Linked DNA regions of Pan troglodytes: region 2 is linked to region 1. A link is a contact called in public HiChIP or PLAC-seq data. All regions are on one chromosome and are shown on one strand. Each heading gives the region's core, a stretch centred on a gene start, on an enhancer-like site or on the middle of the called end of the contact. The rest is flanking DNA. Distances are from core to core; before and after follow the strand shown. Region 1 holds the start of SERP1 (stress associated endoplasmic reticulum protein 1). Region 2 holds the start of ERICH6 (glutamate rich 6).

Region 1 (5,486 bases), core at 1,087-3,586:
CAATTTGCAGTGTGAATCGGACCACTTAATCTCTCTGGGCCTCTAAGAATATGAGAATATGAAGAGTAGACTGAACAGACAACATTTAAGCTCTTACAAAGTCCCTGATTTTAAGCACTGTAAGACAATTGTCATCCTTGGTTAATTTACTATAAAGTGGCTATCCTTCATTAATTTAAAAGGATAGTCTAAACAGACAAATCTAATCTAGATCTCTTGTATGCACAGTTCAAAATAGGGTTTGCGCTCTTATGAGGCTCTAATGCCCCCACTGATCTGACAGGAGGGGAAGCTCAAGTGGTAATGCTTGCCCAGTACCAGTCCGGCCCAGGGGGTTGGGGACCCCTGATTTAGAGTATCTATTGTCTACCAGGCACTTCACTAGTACTGAGAAGACAGATATGAATAAGACCCTGTCGCTGACACTGAAGGACTCACAGTCTAGCAGGGGAGAAAGGCAAGTGAATGTCTAATTATCCTACTTAGTAAGTGAAATAAAATTTCAAATATATTTCAGGTACAAAAATAGCCCAGGAAGTGACTGACTCTATCTGGGTAGAGTGACGAAAGGCTTCACAGAGCAATGACATCTAAAATGAATTTTAATTTCAACAGATGAAAAAGAGTTTGCCAAATCAACAAGAGGCATAGGATAGTACTAGACTGAAGAAACAGGTTGTTCAAAGGGACTCAGAAGCAGTTCAGTATTGATGGAGCACAAAATAAGATGGGATGGCAAGGAAATAAATGAGTCTCAAGAGCAATTCAAGGATTATAAATGGTTACATAACTATGCTACATAGGATGGAATCTACCCTGTAAGCAGAGAGGAACTACCTACTGTAGGCATTTTTAAAGGAGGGGTTATTTATCAGATTTTAGAATGTAATTTTTTCATTAGAGTTCAAATAAGCATTTAGTATTAAAAATTGTGAATAACAAGCTACCTTTACGAACCTAAAAAAAAATTTATTATATAACTTTGCCTTTTAAACAGTCTTTGCCTGGCATATTATCTAGCAGATTATACTCGGCGTTTGATAAATGATGACTAAACTGCAGAAGACAGACTGAGCATCAGTGGGCATGGCGCTTAATAACAAAGATTTTAAGATGTAAAAATAGAAATGTAGACTGGCAAAAAGTGCAAAAATGTTTTAAGGTTCCTTTCGGGGGGGCGAAGGGAGGGAATAGCCTCCCTCCTTAAATGCAGACAACCTTTCTCTTAATGACTTTTTCCTTCTATATAGTTATCAGAACTTAACCAAAGCCTTCTTTTCCTTCCCGACTCTCTTTTCCTTACGTAATACTCATATGCAGACTCTTAGCCACACCCTAGTAAAGCAACTTCCCCAGCATTTTCCAATCTAAGTTTATTATCTCCTCCAACACTACAGTCTTTAGCTTCAAAATTTCAAGAGTCCTCTAATGTTCTATTTCTAATATGCTCATAACCATTTCAAAATCAAATGTTGCTAGAATATCTCTATCATGCTCACTGCTACACCCTCTCCCAACCACACCTTCATCATTTGAAACCTGCATTACAGCTCCACTCTCCCTATTCAGTCCTACAAACCTCATTAAGGCAGGAAGGCCAGAATCTGGAATTACTTAAGTCCAGGTGTATTTAAAGTGCGTGATCATTCTAGAGGACTAACTCATGTTTGTCTTTGTTCTTATTGTAGACCTAAATGACTTCACAAGGGCCTGTGTAACACCAGTATTGCAGACCCATGTGCCACAAATTCAATTAGCACATTGTTTTTCTCCCCCTTCTTCTATTTCTGTAGAAGATGAATCCGCAGGCAAGAATGATGGATGGGTGAAAGGGAGGGGGAATACGAAAGCCCAGAGGCGGAGACTTCACTTCCGATTGCCACGCTACATCAAAAAAGCCAACAGTCTGGCCTTTCCGCAAGCCACAAGAAAAGGCAGATCAGACTCCCCGGCTCCTCGGGTAGTTCTCAAAGGCAAAGACAAAAATAAGAAACTAGTCTGAAGAAAGAGAGTCCCTCGCTTCTTCAGAACTCACCTGTCAAGAGCGGCGTGGACGGCGCCATGTTGTCCCGGAAAGAGAAACCGCTCGGGTGAGAGTTCACCAGGGCCGAACCCGGCCCCTACACGTCTCCTCATGCGTGGAGACAGCGAATTGGTGTTTCCGGAGCCATCAGCCTCGGGGCCAATTCACTTCCGGTTACGGAGTGACGCGGAAAAGGCGCCCGAACGCGCACGCGCAAATCTAGGGCGACGCTTGACAGAGCTTGGGAGGGTGCGCCTGCTTTCGCCCTCCTTCTCCAGCGGGAGGGGCGCGCACTTCCGCGGGGCGGAGTCCGTCTAGTGCTGACGTTGGCAGCCGAACCCAAAGTAGATCGAGGCGGCGGGCTGCACATTCCCGTTGTTGCGTTGCGTTTCCTTCCTCTTTCACTCCGCGCTCACGGCGGCGGCCAAAGCGGCGGCGACGGCGGCGCGAGAACGACCCGGCGGCCAGTTCTCTTCCTCCTGCGCACCTGCCCCGCTCGGTCAGTCAGTCGGCGGCCGGCGCCCGGCTTGTGCTCAGACGTCGCGCTTGCGGCGCCCAGGCCCAGCGGCCGTAGCTAGCGTCTGGCCTGAGAACCTCGGCGCTCCGGCGGTGCGGGCACCACGAGCCTCGCCTCGCAGCGGCTCCAGAGGAGGCAGGCGAGTGAGCGAGTCCGAGGGGTGGCCGGGGCAGGTGGTGGCGCCGCGAAGATGGTCGCCAAGCAGAGGATCCGTATGGCCAACGAGAAGCACAGCAAGAACATCACCCAGCGCGGCAACGTCGCCAAGACCTCGGTAAGGAAAGAGCGGGCGCCCCTCTGCGTTCCGCAGCCGGAGCTGAGTCCGGGTCCCTGGGACCGCGTCGCGTTTTCTCCCGGATCCGGCCGACCGTGGGCTGGTGCCGTGGAGGGGTAGGGGCCCGAGTGTGCGAGCCGCCAGAATGTGGGGGTTCGGGAACGGAAGGGGAGACCTGTGAGTTGAGGGGGCCGGCGACCGGCGTGCAGGCGTGGGAGCCTGGGGTCCGAGTGGTTTCTCTGCATCTGAAATGGTGGATTTTCGCTTTTGCAGAGAAATGCCCCCGAAGAGAAGGCGTCTGTAGGACCCTGGTTATTGGCTCTCTTCATTTTTGTTGTCTGTGGTTCTGGTAAGTGGCTTGGGGGCTCCCATCAGGTAGAGTCTTGGGTTGAAAGGACTTGGGATGACGTGGTGACCGGTCAGTAGTGAGTCCTACCTGCGTAGTTCTCAACCCACCTGCCGAGGACTCCACATAATTCTGTTTCGTCTGAACCAAATTACTTGTTCCACATATGCACAGAGGGTGGTGCTCCAGAAACTTCTCCCAGCTTAATTTGTACTCACAGGAGATCAAAAAGGAGGTCAGGTCTTGGTAATGATCCAGTTGGAATAAATGTTAAGACCGGACAAAACCTAACGAAATGAGAATTTAGAATGTTTTGTAACTCCATTATCAGTCTTTGCAAAGAAAATTATAAATATGTACTATAGATGTTAGAACTTGATTTAACATATACCAGAATCTAATGTCTTAATGTCAAAATTGAGTATATTTTATAAAATAAAGCTTGTGCAAAGAATTGATTCACTATAGAGGAAATGTACCTGATTGGCATTTTAATGTGTGAGTCAAATGTTTTTAGGTTAATAAAAGAAACGTTTGATACATGGTTTAAAAAAAAAAGTGTCGGGGTAGCCTGCTGTAAGAGTAACAGACACTTGCCTTTGCAAATAGATTACAAAAAAAAGGTCTTTCCTCTCTTCATTTATCATTTTAATATGCAAGCTGTTAATATTGAAGTAGATGTTTGTTTTCCACATTCTAAAATTACTGAGATTTCTGTTTAACGTTTCACTTTGCCTTTCTTCTTCACTTACCAATTGGAAGCTTTCCTGATAAATGGATGAGAGCCAAGCAGTTTATATAACCTGAAGATGATTGAATTTCAGCTTTGTGAGAATGAGGAAACATGCATGTGTTACAGGCCAGGCCTTAAAAGGATGCTTATAAACCAAAATAATTCTATGCTGGAAAAACCTGTTGGCTTTGGTGCTTTAAGTTCTTTGTAAAATGATTACTTATCTGCAAGTTCTCTTGGATACTTAGACATAAAGTTCAGCGAAGCTAAGATAAAAAAATAACTCAGGGATATTTCATTGTTTTATTTATTCAGACAGGCCTGTCTTCACTTCTTATTATACTGAAGTTATGTACCATTTGCAAATGTAAGAGTACCTTTGGATTCTTCAGCTACCTTAATAAATATTTGTTAGACACCAGACCTGTTTTATTCAAAGCTTATTTTAATATTTGCTCTTTCTTTTTACAGCAATTTTCCAGATTATTCAAAGTATCAGGATGGGCATGTGAAGTGACTGACCTTAAGATGTTTCCATTCTCCTGTGAATTTTAACTTGAACTCATTCCTGATGTTTGATACCCTGGTTGAAAACAATTCAGTAAAGCATCCTGCCTCAGAATGACTTTCCTATCATGCTTCATGTGTCATTCCAAGGTTTCTTCATGAGTCATTCCAAGTTTTCTAGTCCATACCACAGTGCCTTGCAAAAAACACCACATGAATAAAGCAATAAAATTTGATTGTTAAGATACAGTAGTGGACCCTACTTATTCAGTCAATTAAGAGTAAGTTTTTTTATGTGGTTATTAAAACAGTATGAACAATTAGTCTAACTCTGCATAGACAGGGTCTAGATTTTGTTAACCCTAATGTATAACTGCAGTTAGCTTAAATTACAATTTGAAGTCTTGTGGTTTTTATATAGCTAGGCACTTTATTACTCTTTTGAACTGAAAGCACACTCCCTTATAGGTTCATGTAACTGTCCTGTAATAAGGTGCTTATAAATGGAACAACTACACAGCCTAGTTTTGCCACAACCTTTAGCATCTAAAAATTTTTAAAAGCTTCTAAATGTCTAATATAAAGGGAGATGCTTATAGCCACAACATCTATTTTACCAATATTGTTTCCATTACACTACCTTGGATTTTGCATGAATGAGTATAGTAACCCAAGATGCCATAAAAAAAAACTTGATCGTTTTCTGACTTAATCAGTTACTGTGGTTTCACTAAAAGCTACCGTGGTGGAGTGAAGTCAGTCAGGGAAGGTTTGTTTATGTTACATTTATTTCACCAGAACTATTTTAATATATCAAAGGGGTTTACTATGCCAAACAAAATTCTAGGGAAAAATACTGCTAAAAATGGATGCCTCATCAGAACATGCTGTTGAGTCCAATGTGCCATAAGACATTTTAGCATGTTAAATAGCACTTTTAATAGCAAAAAAAGGCACATCAACTGCGAAGTTATCCTTAGTTTGGAAGTGCTTTTTCTAGATTAATGATTTTTTCAATCATTAGGGTACTAGACACATCAGCCTAAAGTGGCATCTGGAATTGAATGGATTTACTGATAATGATCA
Region 2 (5,486 bases), core at 2,048-4,547, 160 kb before region 1:
ATCCCATGAATATGTACAATTATGATGTGCCAATTAAAAACAAAATTAAAGAAAGGCAAACAAAATATCAAATGATGACAATAGGGAACAATTACATAATATTATATACTTGAGATAGGAAATTTTTTAAAAATCCATTACCTCTTGATATGGTTTGGCTCTGTTTCCTGACCCAAATCTCATCTTGAATTGTAATCCCCACATGTTGAGGGCAGGACCTGGTGGGAGGTGATCAGATCATGGGGGTAGTTTCCCTCATGCGGTTCTCGTGATAGTGAGGGAGTTCTCAATGAGATCTGATGGTTTCAAAGTGGCAGTTTCTGGCTGGGCATGGTGGCTCACACCTGTAATCCCAGCACTTTGGGAGGCCAAGGCGGGTGGATTACCTGAGGGCAGGAGATCGAGACCATCCTGACTAACATGTGAAACCTCGTCTCTACTAAAAATACAAAAAATTAGCCAGGCGTGGTGGCGGGCGCCTGTAGTCCCAGCTACTCAGGATGCTGAGGCAGGAGAATGACGTGAACCCGGGAGGCCAAGCTTGCAGTGAGCCAAGATTGCGCCACTGCACTCCAGCCTGGGCAACAGAGTGAGACCCTGTCTCCAAAAAAAAAAGAAAAAGTGGCAGTTTCCCCTGCACTCTCTCTCTCCTGCCAACAAATAAGATGTGCCTTGCTTCCCCTTCACCTTCAGCCATGATTGTAAGTTTCCTGAGGCCTCCCCAGTTATGTGGAACTGAGTCAATTAAACCTGTTTATTTTATAAATTACTCAGCCTCAGGCAATTCCTTATAGCAGTGTGAAATCGAACTAATATACCTTTGAAGCACTCAACACATTAGAAACATTTTCTAAACAGAGTTATGTGGTCCTAAAATAATAATAATAAAATACAAAATCAGTCCTCAGAAAATAGGCCAGACAGGATGACTCACACCTATAATCCCAGCACTTTGGGAGGCCAAGGTAGGAGGATTGAGTCCAGGAGTTCAAGACCAGCCTGGGCAACACATTGAGATGCCATCTTAGGGAAAAAAAAAAAAAGAAGAAGAAAATAAACAATAATTAAATTTTATCTCAAAATAGCCCCATAAATTAAGTGGAAAGGTACTGATATTTCCATTTAACACACCAAGAAACTGAGGCTCAATAACCCCAAAGTCACAGTTAGTCAGGGCTGGTGCCTGGTTCTCAAATCTCAAGTTCCTGAGTCAAGCTAGACACCAGGAATGGGGAAGGGGAAAATATAAACTGACCCAGCATCATATTATCTCTGAACGGCCAAAACAAGAGAGTGGCATCAACTCATGAGAAAATAAGGGACTGTTCTTTCCGTAGTAAGTAGATCCAAGGGAAGGAGATTCCATAAAATGTTCAAAAAAGGTCTTAAATAGAGGGTCTAAACAAGGAGTACTTAAACAAATTAATTCACCACACAATTGAGAAAATGCCAGGGCAGTCACAGAACTGAGCTACAGCAGGCACAAGCGGAGTAAGCACAAGCACTGTCACCCTTGCTGTCTGCCAGCCCCGTGTCTCATCCCCACATCCTGACTTCCAGTCTGCTCTCTGAGGACCCTGGTTGAATTTCCTAACTTCTAAGATAGCTTCCAGCATCAAACTGTTAGTATTGTCCAGAAAAGAAATGAGCTTTTTCTTATTTTCTCTTTTTAAGTTACACTTACCTTATTTGTACCTCAATATCTGTACACATAGTTCCCTGTCCTGACCCTCCTTTCCTGCCGTGAGCCTGCTGGAAAGCTTTTCACTTTCCTCTCTGGTCACCTCATTTTGCCCTTCCTTTTAAAGCAACTCAGATGTCTCCTCTCATCTGTGCTGCCTGCTCCTTTAGCCTGCAAGAACTCTACTTTCAAAAATATTCCCTAGCCAGGCACAGTAGCTCACGTCTGTAATCCTAAGAACTTTGGGAGGCCGAGATGGGAGGATCTCTTGAGCCCAGGAGCTTGAGACCGAGAGTTTGAGACCAGCCTGGGCAACATAGCAAGACGCCATCTCTACAAAAAGTAGTCCCAGATACTCGGGAGGCTGAGGCGGGAGGATCAGCTTGAGCCGGGAGGAGGAGGTTGCGGTGAGCTGAGATAGCACCACTGCACTCCAGCCTGAGCGACAGGGTAAGACCCTGTCTCAAAATAAATATAATACAGGCCAGGCACTGTGGCTCACGCCTGTAATCCCAGCACTTTGGGAGGCTGAGGCAGGCAGATCACGAGGTCAGGAGATCGAGACCATCCTGGCTAACACGGTGAAACCCCATCTCTACTGAAAATGCAAAAAATTAGCCGGGCGTGGTGGCACGTGCCTGTAGTCCCAGCTACTCGGGAGGCTGAGGCAGGAGAATTGCTTGAACCCGGGAGGCTGAGGTTGCAGTGAGCCGATATCGTGCCACTGCACTCCAGCCTGGGCGACAGAGCGAGACTCCGTCCCAAAATAAATATAATATAATATAATATATAAAATTGGCCAGGCGTGGTGGCACACATTTGTTGTCCTTGCAACTTGGGAGACCGAGGTGGGAGGATCACTGGAGTCCAAGAGTTCAGGGCTGAAGTGAACCATGATGCCGCCACTGCACTCCAGCCTGGGTGACAGAGTGACATCCTGTCTCTCAAAAATAAAAAATGCATATATTTTACAAAAATTTAAGTAAATACAAAGTCCCAGAAGGACGCAGGTGGTACCTAGGTGGCCAGATGCTTCAGGACTTTTCTACTCCAGGATGGATAGATGGGCCAAGTAAGAAGCAGGACCCAGATCACAGCAAGGAGCAAAATTTATGGGACGCTAAAAATGTCGCCAATCAAGATTAATTAATATTAATCTAACAATATTTAAGACAACTAACATTTAAGGCAATTTTAATACACTTATTAATATTTAAAGCAATTTAAAAAATATCCGCAAACGAGGGCCCAAGGGCTGGCGCCTGATTTTGTAAATAAAGTTTCACTGGAAGTTCCAGCAAGCATCTGTCTACTCAATAACCAGACTCCAGCATCCGCAATACCAAATGGCACCGTGTGTGTCCGTCGCTAGAAGCCACTTCCTCCACCCAAGTTAAAAAAAAAAAAAAAAAAAAAAAAAAAGCCCCAAATAAGCTGAGAGACGAAGAAAAGATCGTTTCTCCGCAGGCTGCCAGGGGTTTCAGAGACGCTGAAGAGCAGGGACAGAAAGAAGTCTGCGGTGGCCCCCACCGGCCCTCGGCACCCACATTCTATCCGGCTAACCAGCTCCTGCCGCTTTAAATCCGGGAGGCTCGGTGGCGCAGGGCAAGCAGTTGCCCCGGGAGACCAACGCACAACAGAGGCTCGCGCTCGCGAGAGCCGACCGGGGCCGCGGCCAAAGAGCTGGCTGTAATCCCGCCTCCCGCCAGCCATGGCCCACTTGCGCTCGCCTAGCGGCTTCGGAGACCCGGGGAAGAAGGACCAGAAGGAGTCAGAGGAGGAGTTAGAGGAGGAGGAGGAGGAAGAGGTGGAGGTGGAGGAGGAGGAGGAGGAAGAGGTGGAGGAGGAGGAGGAGGAGGAAGAGGTGGAGGAGGAGGTGGTGGAGGAGGAGTTGGTGGGGGAAGAGCAGGAGTTGGAGGCCCCTGAGACGTTCAGCGAAGAGTACCTCTGGAAGGTCACGGACATCGGTGACTACGACGACGACTTCCTAGACGTGCGCCCCCGCTTAGCCAGCATCGTCAGCCCTAGCCTGACCTCTACGTTCGTGCCCAGCCAGAGCGCGACCAGCACTGAAACGCCGAGCGCAAGCCCACCCTCCAGCACCTCCTCGCATAAAAGTACCGCCCCCGACCCACCCCTTCCTCGAGGGTTTCTCGTCTCCAGGGGGCACCTGGTCCACCCACTCCTGGGTGGTGCCTTCGTCGACCTGCGCGTCGTGCCTGATTTCTAAATGCATGCACCATTCCACACACCTAATCTCTCTCACGCCCTTGTCAGAGACACTGAACCCTTGGCTGAGCTGTTGTGATGAGGCACGATTTAGGATATAGGCGAAACACCATAAAAGTTGAACTTGGGCATGGCTGTATGAAGTGCTTTTTTTTTTTTAGACAAGAGTCTCGCTCTGTCGCCCAGGCTGGAGTGCAGTGGCTGCAGCCTCGACCTCCTGGGCTCAAGCCTTCCACCGCAGCCTCTCGAGTAACTGGAACTACAGGCACACGCCACCACACCCAGCTAATCTGGCGTCTCACTATGTTGCCCAGGCTGCTGGGAGTGCTCATTTTTATAACATTTTTGCGTGCATTCACACCGTGACATCTCTGTCTCTCTCTCTCTCTGTTCCCCCTCCCCTCCCTCTTCCTCCCCTCCCTCTCCCCTCCCCCTCTCTTTCTCTCTCCCTCTCTCTCTCTCTCACAGACACACACACACACACACACACTCTCATATTATTTCCAGAGAAGTGCCTTAAGGGTGCTGTACTACTAAAACAGTCCTGCAAAAAAAAAAAAAAAAAAAAAAACAAAACAAAACAAAAAAAAAACTCTCTTTTGTGTTTAACATCCTGTGCTGAAGCCACTCCAGTCACTTCCTTGAAAAAAGAAGCAGAGAAGTCTTCTAGAGTAGGCTTCTCAAGCTCTAGTATTGACATTTTGGTCTGGATAATTCTTTGTTGGGGAGGATTGGGGACTGTCCTGTGAATTACAGGATGTTTAGCAGCATCCCTGTCCTCTACCCGTGGCTGTGCTAGAAGCACACACCCTTGCGATGATCAAAAATGTCTCCAGGCCGGGCGCGGTGGCTCACGCCTGTAATCCCAGCACTTTGGGAGGCCTAGGCGGGCAGATCACGAGGTCGGGAGATCGAGACCATTCTGGCTAACATGGTGAAACCCCGTCTCTACTAAAAATACAAAAAATTAGCCGGGCGTGGCGGCGTGCGCCTGTAGTCCCAGCTACTTGGGAGGCTGAGGCAGGAGAATAGCGTGAACCCGGGAGGTGGAGCTTGCAGTGAGCCAAGATCGCGCCATTGCACTCCAGCCTAGGCGACAGAGCGAGACTCCGTCTCAAAAAAAAAAAAAAGTCTCCAGACATTGCCATGTGTTCCTAGGGGGGTAGAATTGACCTTTTGATTTAGAGGGAATAGCTGATTTTTAAATGTTTCATTCAACAGGTTTCCCTAAAATATTTCAGACATTTAGGAAAGACATGTCTGAAATGAGTATAGATAGGTAAGAAAATGTTTTCAAATTTCACATTTTTTGAACCCAATAATGTTTACCTTTTGGATAAACATGTTAGGAAGTAGAGTAAAATAATCCAGGGCATTTGTGACTTACTTATTTTTAAAAGTTTTTTTTAAATATACACTGGTAGACACTTTGAAAGAGATAAAGGTTCCCACTTATCCCCAGCTTATTACCTAGCTCTAGAGATTACATGTCCACTTATCAATGTAACATGAAAGAATAACTATATATGCCATGTGTGCAATTGTAAGTGCTTGAGAATTTTGAATATAGGCTTTT

What was found. HiChIP or PLAC-seq counts read pairs in DNA pulled down with a chosen protein or histone mark.
Region 2: a contact with region 1 is called in an H3K4me3 HiChIP or PLAC-seq map of stem cell-derived excitatory neurons, with 2.1 times the contacts expected there. The contact joins the promoter of ERICH6 here to the promoter of SERP1 in region 1. A contact is called at or near these places in 1 of 7 Hi-C or Micro-C datasets (stem cell-derived neural progenitor cells) and 1 of 1 datasets of contacts at active chromatin or transcription factors (stem cell-derived excitatory neurons).

The regions. Positions count from the first base shown.
Region 1 is chr2:153,738,672-153,744,157 of NHGRI_mPanTro3-v2.0_pri, reverse strand. SERP1 (stress associated endoplasmic reticulum protein 1) reads left to right here and starts at 2,336. Exons shown (of 3, transcript XM_016942157.4): 1 at 2,336-2,814; 2 at 3,088-3,163; 3 at 4,365-5,486. The coding sequence starts at 2,731. The coding sequence ends at 4,405. EIF2A (eukaryotic translation initiation factor 2A) reads right to left here and starts at 2,736. Exons shown (of 14, transcript XM_001143578.7): 1 at 2,036-2,736. The coding sequence starts at 2,063.
Region 2 is chr2:153,897,849-153,903,334 of NHGRI_mPanTro3-v2.0_pri, reverse strand. It overlaps ERICH6 (glutamate rich 6), which reads left to right and starts at 3,297. Exons shown (of 14, transcript XM_063807274.1): 1 at 3,297-3,488; 2 at 5,132-5,189. The coding sequence starts at 5,167. It overlaps LOC104005800 (a long non-coding RNA gene), which reads right to left and starts at 3,763. Exons shown (of 3, transcript XR_679245.4): 1 at 3,627-3,763.